2 separate regions of the Sus scrofa genome follow, and region 1 is linked to region 2. Evidence: chromatin contacts called from public HiChIP or PLAC-seq data. All regions are on one chromosome and are shown on one strand. Each heading gives the region's core, a stretch centred on a gene start, on an enhancer-like site or on the middle of the called end of the contact. The rest is flanking DNA. Distances are from core to core; before and after follow the strand shown. Region 1 has its middle 14 kb from the start of TRIM26. Region 2 holds the start of MOG (myelin oligodendrocyte glycoprotein).

Evidence for each region. HiChIP or PLAC-seq counts read pairs in DNA pulled down with a chosen protein or histone mark.
Region 1: a contact with region 2 is called in an H3K27ac HiChIP or PLAC-seq map of alveolar macrophages. The contact joins the enhancer-like site here to the promoter of MOG in region 2. A contact is called at or near these places in 8 of 47 Hi-C or Micro-C datasets (fetal skeletal muscle, liver, mesenteric adipose tissue and 4 more) and 1 of 2 datasets of contacts at active chromatin or transcription factors (alveolar macrophages).

What each region holds. Positions count from the first base shown.
Region 1 is chr7:22,749,985-22,757,243 of Sscrofa11.1, forward strand. No RefSeq gene overlaps it. Among named protein-coding and RNA genes, the nearest start is that of TRIM26, 14 kb to the right of the region's middle. Within about 2 kb of position 3,382, at least 5 of the 83 cell types and tissues checked have an H3K27ac peak or open chromatin away from gene starts, as enhancers often do. A contact at or near this core is called in alveolar macrophages, where this site is marked.
Region 2 is chr7:22,592,968-22,600,113 of Sscrofa11.1, forward strand. MOG (myelin oligodendrocyte glycoprotein) reads left to right here and starts at 2,598. Exons shown (of 8, transcript NM_001123139.1): 1 at 2,598-2,682; 2 at 4,077-4,424. The coding sequence starts at 2,598.

The DNA of each region.
Region 1 (7,259 bases), core at 2,132-4,631, 160 kb after region 2:
CTTGTTGGCCATCTGTATATCTTCCTTGGAGAAATGTCTACTCAGGTCCTTTGCCCATTTTTCATTTGGGTTGTTGGCTTTTTTTCTGTTGAGTTGTATAAGTTGTTTGTATATTTTAGAGATTAGGCCCTTGTCAGGTGCATCATTTGAAACTATTTTCTCCCATTCTGTAAGCTGTCTTTTTCTTTTCTTTTTGGTTTCCTTTGCTGCACAAAAGCTTGTCATTTTGACTGGGTCCCATTGGTTTATTTTTGCTTTTGTTTCTGTTGCTTTGGGAGAGAGTTTGCATTTTTTACAAGCTCTGGGGACAGTGGTGCTGCTGACCTTGGACCACACTGCGTAAGGCTCTATTGCGGATCCCAACGTAGCTCTGTAAACTCCAAATTCCAGAGAAAGGCTTGTGATTAGCTCAGTACTGATTTTTGTGCCAGACTGAAGCCAGTGTGTCTGGATGACCCTTGATAACATATCTATCTCAGGCCAATCGTTGTGGCCAAGGTACCTGGTACAGGTCATAGCCCTTTGGCTTGGTTATTAAGGGTTCAAACTCTGGCTCTGCCAGAAGCAAGTTACTTCATGCCTCTGAATCTGCCTCCTCCTGTGAAAACGAGACGTAACAAAATACCTTTTCTACTGGATTATCAAGCTTAAATGAATTAACACCTGTGATGTGGTTCTGGAATCCAGTTCCAATGTGGGGCGGTAGCAGGGGGAAGGGACTATTTCTCCACATCACTGCAGCTCTCTGGATACCAGCCGGGTGTCCTACCATCAATGTTCTGACACTACCTGCCTGCAGAGCACATTCCAGGGATTCAGTCCCACAAGACCATTGTCCACTTCGGGGGCCAGCCGCAAGTCCAGGCTGTTACCTGTACTTCTGACCCACTAACTATGAGTCTGAGGTTTCCATGACCCTATCCTTGGGTTCAGTTAACTTTCTAGAGTGGCTCGCAGAGCTCAGAAAATCTGCTGACTCACTAGACTACTGATTTATTACAGTGGATTTTAAAGGCCACAAATCAATAGCCAGATAAAGAGATACACAGGGTGAGGTCTCAAACCAAGAAGCTCCCGTTCTCCTGGTGCATGGGGCCTGGAGCATTAGCACAGGGAAGTGTCCTGGTTCCCCAACCTGGAAGCTCTAGAAACTCCTTCCCTTTTGGGTTTTTATGGAAGCTTCATCACACAAGCGTGACTGATTAACTCATTGGCCAGTGGTGATTGATTCAACCTCTAGCCTCTTCCCAGAAATGAGGGGATGGAGACTGAGAGTTCCAACCCTCTTTTTTTCTGGTTGTTTTCCCTGGCAACCAGCACCCATCCTCAGGTGACTTCCAAAAGTCACCTCATTAACATAAGCTCAGTTGTTTTTCATAACAAGCCACCCTGGAGTTCCCATTGCGGCTCAGCGGTAAGGAAACCAACTAGTAACCATGAGGATGCACGTTTGATCCCTTGCCTCCCTCAGTGGGTTAAGGATCTGGGGTTGCTGTGAGCTGTGGTGTGGGTCACAGACGCAGCTCATATCTGGCATTGCTGTGGCTGTGGTGTAGACCAGCAGCTACAGCTCCGATTCAACCCCTAACCTGGGAACCTCCATATGTCACAGGTGAGGCCCTAAAAATAAATAAATAAACAAACAAACAAACAAATAAATAACAAGCTACTCATTTCACCTTTATGAATCTGAAGAATTTTTAGGAAAGGAGGACAACATATCACATAGCATAACAAGAGATGTTCCCACTGCTTTTATCCTTCAGGAAATTCCAAAGGTATAGGGAATTGTTGAACCAGAAATTATGCACAAAAGTCAAATATATATGAGAAATATATCTCAATGACCAAACATCTACTTCTTACAAATCACAATATCACAAATGTGATGGGCCTGTTACAGTGCTTGGCATTTAGTAAGCAGTTAATGTTGAAGATGGTGTTGGGGCAGATTCCCTTAGAATGAGCTCCTGGAGGGAAGCTCAGTGAATGATGTCTCAGATGACAAGTCCAAGTCAGAATCATACTGGTGTAAGCATCTTAAATGGGCACCAAAAAGAATGTATTTAGAAGTAAGAAAACCCTGGGAGTTCCCGTCGTGGCGCAGTGGTTAACGAATCCAACTAGGAACCATGAGGTTGCGGGTTCGGCCCCTGCCCTTGCTCAGTGGGTTAAGGATCCAGCGTTGCCGTGAGCTGTGATGTAGGTGCAGACGCGGCTCGGATCCTGCGTTGCTGTGGCTCTGGTGTAGGCCGGTGGCTACAGCTCCGATTGGACCCCTAGCCTGGGAACCTCCATATGCCACAGGAGCGGCCCAAGAAATGGCAAAAAGACCAAAAAAAAAAAAAAGTAAGAAAACCCTCACTTATCTATTCTTTTTCTCATATGTGATGGAGAAACCTGGGGCAAAGTTGAAAACCTGGGATAAGTCCAGTCAAGCACTCTAGGGCAAACATGACGGAGGTGGCAGAACCAGAATCTCAGATACTCAGAACCACAGGTGAAGGAAGAAGTGGAGCCAGGAGCGGCCTCTGGTCACAGCCTCTCTAGGGCTGGATGTGCCCTGACTTCAAAAAAAGTGTAGCTTCATTGCCTGGATGTCGGAGTAGGGAATTAAAAAAAAGAAAGAAAGAAAGAAGGAGTTCCCATCATGGCACAGGGGAAACGAATCCGACTAAGAACCATGAGGTTGCGGGTTCCATCCCTGGCCTCACTCAGTGGGTTAAGAATCAAGACATTGCCATGAACTGTGGTGTAGGTGGCAGACGTGGCTCTCAGATCTGATGTTGCTGTGTTGTAGGCTGGCAGTTGCAGCTCCAATTGGACCCCTAGTCTGGGAACCTCCACATACTGCAGATGCGGCTCTAAAAAAGCAAAAACAAGAAAGGAGGGAAGGAAGGAAGGAAGGAAGGAAGGAAGGAAGGAAGGAAATATATTCTAATTCACGGAAGAACAAAAACCTAAACTAATGAGAATTGCTGTGTAGATTATCTTTAATTTGGGACTAGGGGGCTATCACCAGTGAAGAGTATCTTGGTAAATTCTCTCCCTCCCATCCCCATTAGAAAGAAGACTTAAGAGCTAATTATCCTCATCATGACAATAAAGCCATTACCATCCCCTCACAGCAGTCTCTTTGTATAGGGATTCTGAGACTGAGTGAGTGGCCCAAAGAACCAAGCAGAAATAACAATGAATGCACAAGTCAAGGTGCCCACCCTGCAGATGTAAAGGCCTGCTATTCCGGTCTTGGCTCAGTCAATGACTTTGACCTTTGGAAAATCACCCCCATTTGCGTGCTGCTTCTACCCCCTGAGCATCAGCTTGTTCCTCATAGAAAAGGGGACCAACTTTGGGTACTTCCTTCTAGTCTCTTGGGAAAGCAATGACCTCATACCTTTGGGCTCAGGGAAAACCATGAGCTCTAGAAACAGGAAGACCCTGATTCATATCCTGACTCACATGTTAGTTGTGTGATCTTTGGGAGGTTTACTTAATCTCCTTGAGCTTCCAGATTCCTGGTTTGAAAACTGGGGACAAGAACCCATCTTAGGATACTGTTATCAAAAATAAATAAGGGCGTTCCTGCCATGGTGCAGTGGCATAATTCGTTTCTGCCAGGCACGCTGTGAGTCAAGTGGTCAGTCTGAATTTTTTTTTTCAGTTTCACAAGAAAACAGACCAGTACACTGACATGCTCAAGGAATTTTGTTTTTACTCTTTAAATCCTGAGTGGCTGTGACAGTCCAGGCTGTGGTGGCTGGAATGGGACACCTCCTCTGCTCTAGACTCAGGACTCAGATCCTAGCCTGGGAACTTCCATATGCTGCAGGTGCAGCCATAAAAAGACAAAGAAAAGGAAAAAAAGGTAGTTCCCTGGTGGCCTAGCAGTTAAGGATTAAACATTGTCACTGCTGTGGTGCCAGTTCAATTCCTGGCCCTGGGAATTTCCACATGCCATGGGTGTGGCCAAAACTCCAAGAAAACCCAAAGCAAACAAACCAAAAAACACATGAAAAAATGACCCCTTTCCACAAGGGAAGATACTACCTGGAGAAGTGCCACCCTAAGAACGTCAATTACAGAACAGTCTGAAGGAGACTAAAAATCAGTATTTTTCGGAGTTCCTGTCATGGCTCAGTGGTAACGAATCCAACTAGTACCCATGAGGACGTGAGTTCGATCCCTGGCTTTGCTCAGTGGGTTAAAGATCCGGCATTGCCATGAGCTGTGGTGTAGGTTGCAGACGCGGCTTGGATCCTGCGTTGCTGTGGCTCTGGCATAGGCCAGCATCTACAGCTCTGATTCGACCCCTAGCCTGGGAACCTCCATATGCCGAGGGTGTGGCCCTAGAAAGAAAAAAAAAAGAAAAGAAAAGTAATTTAGCACAAATCTCTGCTGAGAGAGCTCCTAACATTTCCCTCCCAGGAAGAGGGCAGTCAATCCAGCAGGAAAGGGGCGGAGGCAGGAGGCAGCCATAAGCAGAGACAGATAAACATGTGAGAAGCTTAAGGAAGCACTAATTCCATAGGACAACAATAACCGTGACTAAGTGGATGCATACTAAAGTGTGTATGAGATTGTTTTTCAGACATCAAAACTTGGAGGAAAACCAGTACAGGAAGTAAGAGTAATCATAGTTTGGCCTCATGACCAGCTGTAACTCCCTTGGACACAGACATGATAATGAACATAGTCAGCAATCAGCCAACCGATGTCAGGTGTCTACCTTGAAGGGAGGGAAAGGATGGGACGTGCGGGTGAGCGTGGCAGGTGTGCGGGTGAGCCTGGTGGGTGGTATGGGGAGGAACAGAGCTCATCTTCCTTCTCCACAGTGGAAAATTAGAGGACCATGCCCCAAACTCATGTTATTTACAAAAAATGAAGGTGAACACCAAAATAAAAAGAACGAACGGGGACATGAGGGAGCGGAACGAGGCAGGGTTCTGTTCTCTCTGCAGTGATAAGCATTATAGATCTGCTTGACCATATGGGCAGGTGCAGTTCATAAAAAACAACTTAAAATGTGAATATAAAAAGTTTCAAATTTCAAAGAATCTGTTGAATAAATCTAGCTGTCAACTTTCTGTACTAAGATGGCATCACACTTTTTTTTTTTTTTTCCCTTCTTTTCAGCCACACTTGTGGCATACGGAAGTTCCTGGGCCAGGGATGGCGTCTAAGCTGCAGCTGTGACCTCCACCACAGCTGTAGCAATTGCTGGATCCTTAACCCACTGCACCAGACTGGGGACTGAACCTGTGCCTTAGTAGTGACTCGAGCCACTGCAGAGACAATACCAGATCCTTAACCCACTGCCCCACAGCAGATACTCCCATCATATGCGTTTATTATCACACATTTTATTCTTTTACAAGGGTTTCTACAGTTTTAGAAGTATGACACTCATAAAACTCATTAAAGCAACAATGACCTGAATGCATTAATACTTGTTCAAATGGAAATGTTCCCTATTTAATAACTATTAGCTTTTAATTATACAATAATCACCTTAGAAAGTTTCAGAAATCTTTCGCTGTTATATAAAAACTCTTTCCCAAAAAAAGGGTAAAAGGCATTTTGGGAATTATGAAATTATTTTGTGAAGGATTAGTAGTGTATAATTCTAGGAGATGGTTCCTATCAATCAACAAAATACATTTAACATTTCAAAAATAAGCTAGTAATTATTGTCTCCCAAGATTCAAATATGAATGAAGAGACTTCATTATAATTAATAATGCATGTCTTATTTCTAAGAATTGACATATTTTGCATATATGTATTTAGAAAGATTTATTTTTTTAAAGGGAAAACATTAATGAGTCCACAAATGACAGTACAGGGAGGAAAAATGCTCTTTGCCATTAGTAAAATCTGTGACGTACTATTTGTAATCCTCTCTTTTCTACCTTTAAGACGGCAATTTAAAGAAAATCAAAAATAGACAAAAATGGTCAGAGAGCTGAATGTTAGGAGGCAGAACTGAGTCTCTGTAGGTTCTATTTCCTTGGGGCGCTGCTTATTTTCCAGGGAAGGACTGTGGGTGTGCCGGGCTGGAAAGGGGAGCCCCAGGCCCCACGGAGCCAGATCTCAGCACAGGTCACCGCTGCAGGAGAGGAGAGCAAGGTGGAACTTGGCGTTGTCTGGCCTGCGTCCCGTGGGGGCTCTTCTTTGGGGACTTCCAGAAATGACAGTATGTGTGCAAGCAGAAGACAGTAAGCAAAGCTCCAGTGCTCTAAAGGACCCCAAAGGAGGACAGCAGAAAAACCTGGGCTACCACCATCAATGGATCCTCTTTGACTGCAAAGGTCTGGTGATACGTGGGTTACAATAAAATATATGAATCCAGGCTGTTCATTCAACAAGTTTTTATTGAGCACCTACTCTGTGCCAAGCACTGCACCAGGTGCCATGGAGAATACAAGAGAAGTACAAGATATGGTTATCCGCCCTCAAAGAACTTACAAAACGAGAGGCAGAAGTCAGATGTACATGGGACTCAGGCAGCATGTGATGTGTACAAAGAGTGCAAGTTCAGACAATGCAGTGGCCAAGAGACCACTGAGATCCGCAGGGGCTGGGAACAGTCTCCGGGGGTGGGGGGCAAACACTGGCAGGGCGGGCATTGGCAGAGCGCCCGGAATGGGTATGGACAAAGGCTGCAAGGTAACTGCCTGGAGCAGGAGGTTGCGTTAAACTGTGTGCGCTAGGGGAGCCTGGACAGACTCTGGGACTTGGGTTGGGCCCATGGACAGTGACCAACACTTTGATCCCTCTTGATGGGAAGACCTGGTGGGTTGTTGGGGTTGCTGGCTGCCTTCCTCTCTTCAGCTGGCACAGCCCTGTCTTGCCCTCCCCAGCCCCTCTCCCGGGAAAATGGAACCTGGGCGTTGAGTGGGGCCAGTGCGGAAGCTTAATACCCTGCTGGTACCCTGATCAGGGCTAGCAAGGCAGGGGCGGTCTTGCCTGACTGGATATTCACCCTGGTGCTTTTTTATATAAACTAACCAACTATCGAATATTCTGGATTCTTTTAAAAACTTTCCTCAGGAGGACCAGCACAGAGAGATAATTTATTGATCACCGATCACAACTACCCTAACGCCACATGTATCCAGATCCTTCCTCTTAGACCACAGGTGGCTTCAGGGAGTCCCACCTCCTCGTGCCGGAAACCTCACATGCTCAGCTTGGGTCCCAGAGAAGCAGGGACTCCTCTCTGGACCTTCTGAGCAGATGCTTTCCACTGGCCCCAG
Region 2 (7,146 bases), core at 1,348-3,847:
GGTGGGGTCAGGCATACACATCTGTCTTGCCAAGTTGAGAGGCAGGACCCCAGGCACTTGGGAAGGCCTGCATTCACCCACCTCCTTAAGGACCTTTGTGCCTGAAGGAATGTAACATTAAATAGCAAAAAACAAAAACTAAGGAAACATAACAGATCAAGAATGAAACTACAGAACAAAGGAAAGGATTTTTTCCTGCTATTTGAACAAGAGTTTTCTGAGTTTGGTTCCAGAGTTTTATTCTGTACCAGGCCCTTCAAATTATGTAGCTGGCCTAATAGACTGATATTTATTGTCAGATTACATGTAAAAGCAAAAAGACTGAAAATGATGGCCTGGGAGTTCCCGTTGTGGCTAGGGCTAGACAATTTCAAGCACCTATGACCCCCAAAACCTGCCCAGGAAAGCCTCTTGTGCCTGACTCTCTTACTTGAATCTGAACTTGCATCATGAAGGAAGAGCATCAGCTGGATATGTTAGGTTCTAGAAGGAGAGAATCCCCACTTGAGAGGAAGTGGGGCATGTACAGAAACCCCTCTTCCCACCTAGGTCACCCCTCTGGACCTTGACTGTTACACTGATGACTCCAGAATAGCCAGCCTGCTTGTGCCCAGACTCCAGTTGCCTTGCAGAGAGAAAGAATACACCACTCCCAGACTCAGCTGACCAGAGTCTGCCCTTCTAGCCCCTCATGACCACCTCAGACAAAAGCAGAAAATGTACTTCCAGGCATATTACTAGCCTCTGAAGAGCGCTGCCATAGATATAGATATAGATAGTCTTTTTAGGGCCACATCCTCAGGGTATGGAAATTCCCAGGCTAGGGGTGAAATCCGAGCTACAGCTGCCAGCTTATACCACAGCCACAGCAACATAGGATCCAAGCCGTCTCTGCAAACTACACTACAATGCCAGATCCTTAACCCAGTGAGCAAGGCCAGGGGCTGAACCTATGTCCTCGTGGATACTAGTTGGGTTTGCAACTGCTGAGTCACGACAGGAACTTCCCCTATGTAGTTTTTTGTGGTATTGGATATGGTCTATGTGTGTGCAGTCCGAGGCAGGAACCACTAGCTGTATGTGTTACTGAGCATTTGAAATATAGCCAGTGCAAGAAAGGAACTGAATTTTAAATTTCATTTAGCCTTAATTTATGGCACTCCCCCCTCCCCCCCCCCGCCGCCTCACCCACAGCATGTGGACAGTCCCAGGCCAGGGATCGAGCCCATACCACAGCAGTGACCCAAGCCATGCAGTGACAAGGCTGGATCCTTAACCTGCTTTGCCACGAAACAACCCTTAGTCTTAACTTCAATGGGCACTTGGGACTAGTGATTACAGTGTAGGAGAGCCTGGATTTAAATGGGCATGGCTTGAAATCATCCATCCTGACTTACTTTTTTTCTTGATAAGACATCCTTATTTTATGATTGAAAACATATTTTTCAATCAGAGTTCCTGTCATGGCTCAGTGGTTAAAGAATTCGACTAGGAACCATGGGGTTTCAGGTTCAATCCCTGGCCTTGCTCAGTGGGTTAAGGATCCAGCGTCGCCGTGAGCTGTGGTGTAGGTTGCAGAAGCGGCTCGGATCCCGCGTTGCTCTGGCTCTGGTGGTAGGCCGGCAGCTGCAGTTCCATTTAGACCCTTAGCCTGAGAACCTCCATATGTTGCAGGGGCGGCCCTAGAATAGGCAAAAAGACAAAAGAAAAAAAAAAAAAAGAAAGTATATTTTTCAAAAGTGGTGCTGATGCTGGTCACACCCTTCAGTAATCAGCTGAGTCTAGGGGTAAGGAAAAGGGTCATATTTCTATCCTGGATCACACTTCCCTCTGACACAAGAAAGTCCGAGGCAGGGAGATGTGTCCTGGTTTCCGGTCTGTCCTTGCTGACTTGGAGGATTTTTCTTTCTTCATGCTTGCCTCTCCAATCACAAGCGACCATCAACACTTGACATGTGACTCGTGGCTTTCCTAAATGTATTATTTGGAAGGGAGACGCTAACAAAGCCCAAGTGACCATCTGAACAGAAGAAAGAGCGTTCAGATTTGCAGTGGGAGAGAGGGAGGTCAGATGTCAAGAGAAATGGCCTGTTAATGACAGTTAGGAGACCACAGAAATGGGAAACTAAGCCTACAGGTTGCTTCTTTTAAAAAAATTCAACACAGAGCCCTCTCTTTGGCTAATACCTGGAGGAAAGGGGCTGAAGGGACCTTACAGGATACATGGAGGTCCAGCGAGTGATCCATCCCAACAGGTCAGATCCTAGAAGCTCCCTCAAAGGCTGGATGGCTGGGAGGGAGCGGGGGAGGAAGGCCCAGTACCAGGCAGCCTCCGCTCCGTAGCTCTGAGTGGGGGTGGGAAGGCAAACCCCGGTCATCCCCTCACTCTGTAGCCCTTTTGTGTAAGTGCCTGGCAAGGATGACGTGGGGCTGTTCCTGGGAGCACAGCTGGGCTCTGCCGGGAGGAGGCAGGGCCCTGGGAGCTCTGCCCACGGCATCCTCCCCTAGGGCTTTTTCAGCAGCAGAGGACACGCGCCCAAGGGCCTCTGCTTGGCCTGACCCTGCCGCGGGGGCTCTCTGTCCCCACTGACACTGAGATGGCAAGTTTGTTGAGCACCTCTCTGCCCAGCTGCCTCCCCTCCCTCCTCCTCGTCCTCCTCCAGCTGTCTTCCAGCTCTGCAGGTAAGGTTTCTCTTTCTTCCTGCCCTAGGGAGACCCAAGCACAGATACCCTAGTTCCCTGGGCTCACCTCTTTCAACTCATCCTTCAGTTGATATACAAGTTATCTTTCCAAACAGAGATGTGCTGACGTGGTGCCCTTAGACAGTGTCAGTGGCTCCCTACAGGCTTCAGAAGGAAAGCCAATTCTATTATGTGACCTTGACTCAACGTTCTCCTTGAACTGGTTCTTACATATCTTTCCAGCTTCGATTTCTTACCTATCAAATGGGGAATATCATAATAACAGCCTCTTGGAATTGCTGTCAGGGTTCACTGAAATGAAGCATATAACATGCTTGGCCGTGCTGGTCCCATGGTCAGTCTCCATAAATATTGGCTGAGTTGTAGTGTCTTGTCATGATTGACATTTCTGTTCTACACAATCAGGCACTAATAAGTTTTTGCAGAGGAGCCCTGCTCCCAGAAGACAGATGCCAAACCTTGGGGAGCTGCCTACAGAGGACGCCCAGACCAGGCACTTGCATGGGAAATCCTTACAGGTCTAATGGAGAAACCAGCCTCAACTTCAAGTAGCTCCAAGTCTGATGAGGAGCCGCATCCCAGAGGAAAATACTGGGAGCATGTACAGGGCAGGGTCCCGGAATTGTAGCAAGATACAGAGGATGAGAAAAAGGAAATTGAGCCACTTCTTGGGTAGATCTCAGAAAGAATGTAGGACCAGGATGTGAACAGGGACAGAGGGTTGGGAAGTGATGGAGAGGTGGTGGTGGAGGAATGATCAAAGCAAACCCTCTAAGAGGAGAATGAGGATCAGTTTGGCTAAGTCTGAACAGGAGGCCCATAGGACAATCAAAACGCAAGATGCTGGGCCACATTCCAAGAGGAGACCTAAAGGATGGGAGGACCACATGCTAGAATATTCTGTCCAGGGCACTCATGGTATCTCTCTAACTAGAGACCTTTAAGAAAAATTGAGATTCCCCTGGCTCTAGAATCCATTTAAAAATCAAATGTCTTGGGAGTTCCCTTTGTGGCTCAGTGTGTTATGAACCCGACTAGTATCCATGAGGAGGAGGGTTTGATCCCTGGCCTCACTCAGTGGGTTAAGGATCCAGCGTTGCCCTGAGCTGTGTTGTAGGTGGAAGATGCAGCTCAGATTCCATGTTGCTGTGGCTGTGGTGTAGGCCAGCAGCTGCAGCTCTGATTTGACCCTTAGCCTGGGAACTCCATATGCTGCAAATGCAGCCTTAAAAAGCAAATAAAAATAAAATAAAATAAAATAAAATAAAAAATGTCTTAATCTTTCTCTGTTTTGAAGCAGCCCTTGCCAGAACATACTTGTTTGTCAAGTTTCCCTCTGATGCTCAGTTTTTTTTCTCTCGTGTCTTGGACAGGACAGTTCAGAGTAATAGGACCAGGGCACCCCATCCGGGCACTGGTGGGGGACGAAGTGGAATTGCCATGTCGCATCTTGCCTGGAAAGAATGCTACAGGCATGGAGGTGGGATGGTACCGGCCCCCCTTCTCCAGGGTGGTTCATCTCTACCGAAATGGCAAGGACCAAGATGAAGAGCAGGCGCCTGAATACCGGGGCCGGACAGAGCTGCTGAAAGAGACTATCGGGGAGGGGAAGGTGACCCTCAGGATCCGGCATGTAAGGTTCTCAGATGAAGGAGGTTTCACCTGCTTCTTCCGAGATCATTCTTACCAAGAGGAGGCAGCGATGGAATTGAAAGTGGAAGGTGAGTAGAGCATATGATAGTAGGTACTGGCTTTTGGGTGGCCAAGATCTCTCTTTGAGTTTCAATCATCCTCTCAGTTGAGATGACACCCTTCAACCCAAACAGCTCACTCCTGGGAGTGGAGGAACTTATATGCACTCAATGTCCCATACATCCGATATTCTGAGTGGGAAAGAAACCAGAATCAGAGTCCATGCCCAAGAATAGGGAAGTGACTCAGCAAATACTGTTATCCATACAGTGAATAGCAGGCAGCCATGAAAAAGATTGTTTTAGGGGGAATTCTCCATGGCTCAGTGGGTCAAGGATCTGGCATTGTCACTGCAGCGGCTCTGGTTACTGCTGGGGTGTAGGTTCGATCCCTGGCCCGGGGAACTTCCAGCCAAAAAAAAAAAATTGTTTTAGGGCCATACCACATGGCTTGGAGGCATTCCACAAGGTATTGTTGTGTGATAAAAGCAAGCTACAGGATGTAGGGAATAAGAACAACTTTATGTTTGAATATTTTATATACATATATGTGAAATAAACAGATATCCATAGGAAAATATGGCTCACTTTGGGGGAGAGGAAGAAGGGTGGTCCGTGATCCAACCAAAAAAGAAAAAATCATAATAATCCACATGATCATATCTATCCATTTATGTAAAAGTATACTAATATGTCCATTTGTGGGTACACATAGAGAAATTTAAATTTTTTAAAATAGAAAAATGATAAATGGAGGCAGCAAATCCAAACTCAAATTTGTGACTATTTTGTGCTACTAGATGGAATATGAATAATCTGAAAGTTAAAGTATCCAATGGACTTTTCCCTTTCTTGTTCTGTTGTGGAAAGCTTTTGTGTGTGTTTGTTATAAACAAGGGCCTTATTCCTTTTTTTTTTTTTTGGTCTTTTTTAGGGCCATACCCGCAGCATATGGAGGCTCCCCGGCTAGGGGTTGAATCCGAGCTGTAGCCACTGGCCTACACCATAGTCACTGCAATGCCAGATCCTTAACCCACTGAGCAAGGCCAGGGATCGAACCTGGATACTAGTCAGATTTGTTTCCGCTGAGCCACGACAGGAACGCCACCTTATCCCTAATGAGTCAAACTGATCAAATCCTATTACAATTAATTCCTCAGTTGTGTGTTTACGGTGTTTTATTAGGTGAGGAACGTTAATGAAGAATATATTCCTGCTGACACGGTCCAAACGAATAAATAAGCAGAACGAATGTCGAATATAGTCACAGAAAGAGATGTTACCTGTAGACTTTACCTCCACTGCTTCCTTTCTCTAGAATTGCATTTTCAGTATGTCTTGTATAATGGATGACATTGGAATTTATTTATTTTGGGGGTTTTGTTTTATCCCAGGATGGAGGGAGTGGGTGAAGTGGATGGAGGGAGAGCTTTGAAAGTTCATTGCTATTTAAGGAAGAACAAAACTGTTCTTAAGCCAGAGCCTCAGGTCATTTTCCTTTCCCTGCTCCCCACCTGCAGCGCAAACATCGGACAATTGATCACTTTTGTATCTCAAGGGCCTCTGTGGCTGTGCCGGGACCAGAAGATGGCATTGTATGCAGGATAACAAAGCGCTGTTTCTAGAGATGCATTTCAGGGATAGGAAAATAGCTCTGTGTGTCACAGAATGTTCTTCAGACAGCTATTTTCTCGGGGTGGGGGTGGGGATTTTTACCTGCAAGGAAGTCTGATAGTGAGGACCTTTCCAGTTTGCAGATCTTCCTCATTCCTGGTCAATAACGCCCTAGCTCAGCGCCCTAGCTCAGCAACTGCCTCCTCCGGGACACTCCCCAGCCCTCCCACCCATCGAACAAACAAAAAACAAAAACTGCCTGGGGAGAAACTTTTCCTTTAAGTTGGTTTCCACGTTCCAATCTCCTTCCTCCCTTCTCTTAATCTGCATGCTTAAGAGTCTTTTAAAAAGAGTGTTTTAGGAGTAAAACCCTCTTTATGAGGGACCACCCACATAGCCTGGGAATTCGTGAAGCTGAGACAGACTTTAGAACTGAAAGGCAGTAACTGTACAAATGCCAAGTTTCAGGTGTCATTACCTCCCCTCGTTCTCTAAAGAGTTTCTAATCTCTTTCCAAATTTATATTTTTCCTGTCATTTTTGTGATTTGTATTACTCGTTGTCTCTAATCCTTTCTTTAAACTGTTCACACACAGAAGTAAGAGAGATTATTGTAACGAGCCAGGTTTCCATCCGCTGATTGTAGTGGTTATGACTCAAGGACGGATAACCTGTTTCACTTGACCCCACTCATCACCATCTTCCGCAGCCAAATTACTCAGCCAAATCCTAGGCAGCGTTATCATGTCATTGCTAAATCCTCAATTAAAAAAAAAAAAAATCACAACCAAAATGCTATTGTCATATCTTCAAATTTTAACAAAAAGTCTTTTTCTTTTTAGGGCCACACCCATGGCATATGGAGGTTCCCAGGCTAGGGGTCAAATCAGAGGTACAGCTGCCGGCCTACACCACAGCCACAGCAACGCCAGATCCGAGCTCGTCTTCAACCTACACCTCAGCCCATGGCAACGCCAGATCCTCAACCCACTGAGCAAGGCCAGGGATCAAACCCTCCTCCTCATGGATCCTAGTCAGGTTCTTTAACCGCTAAGCCACGAAGGGAACTCCCAAAATTTAACAAAAATTCTTATCAATACCCTGTGCTCACATTTTTCTGATCATTTTATAAATACATT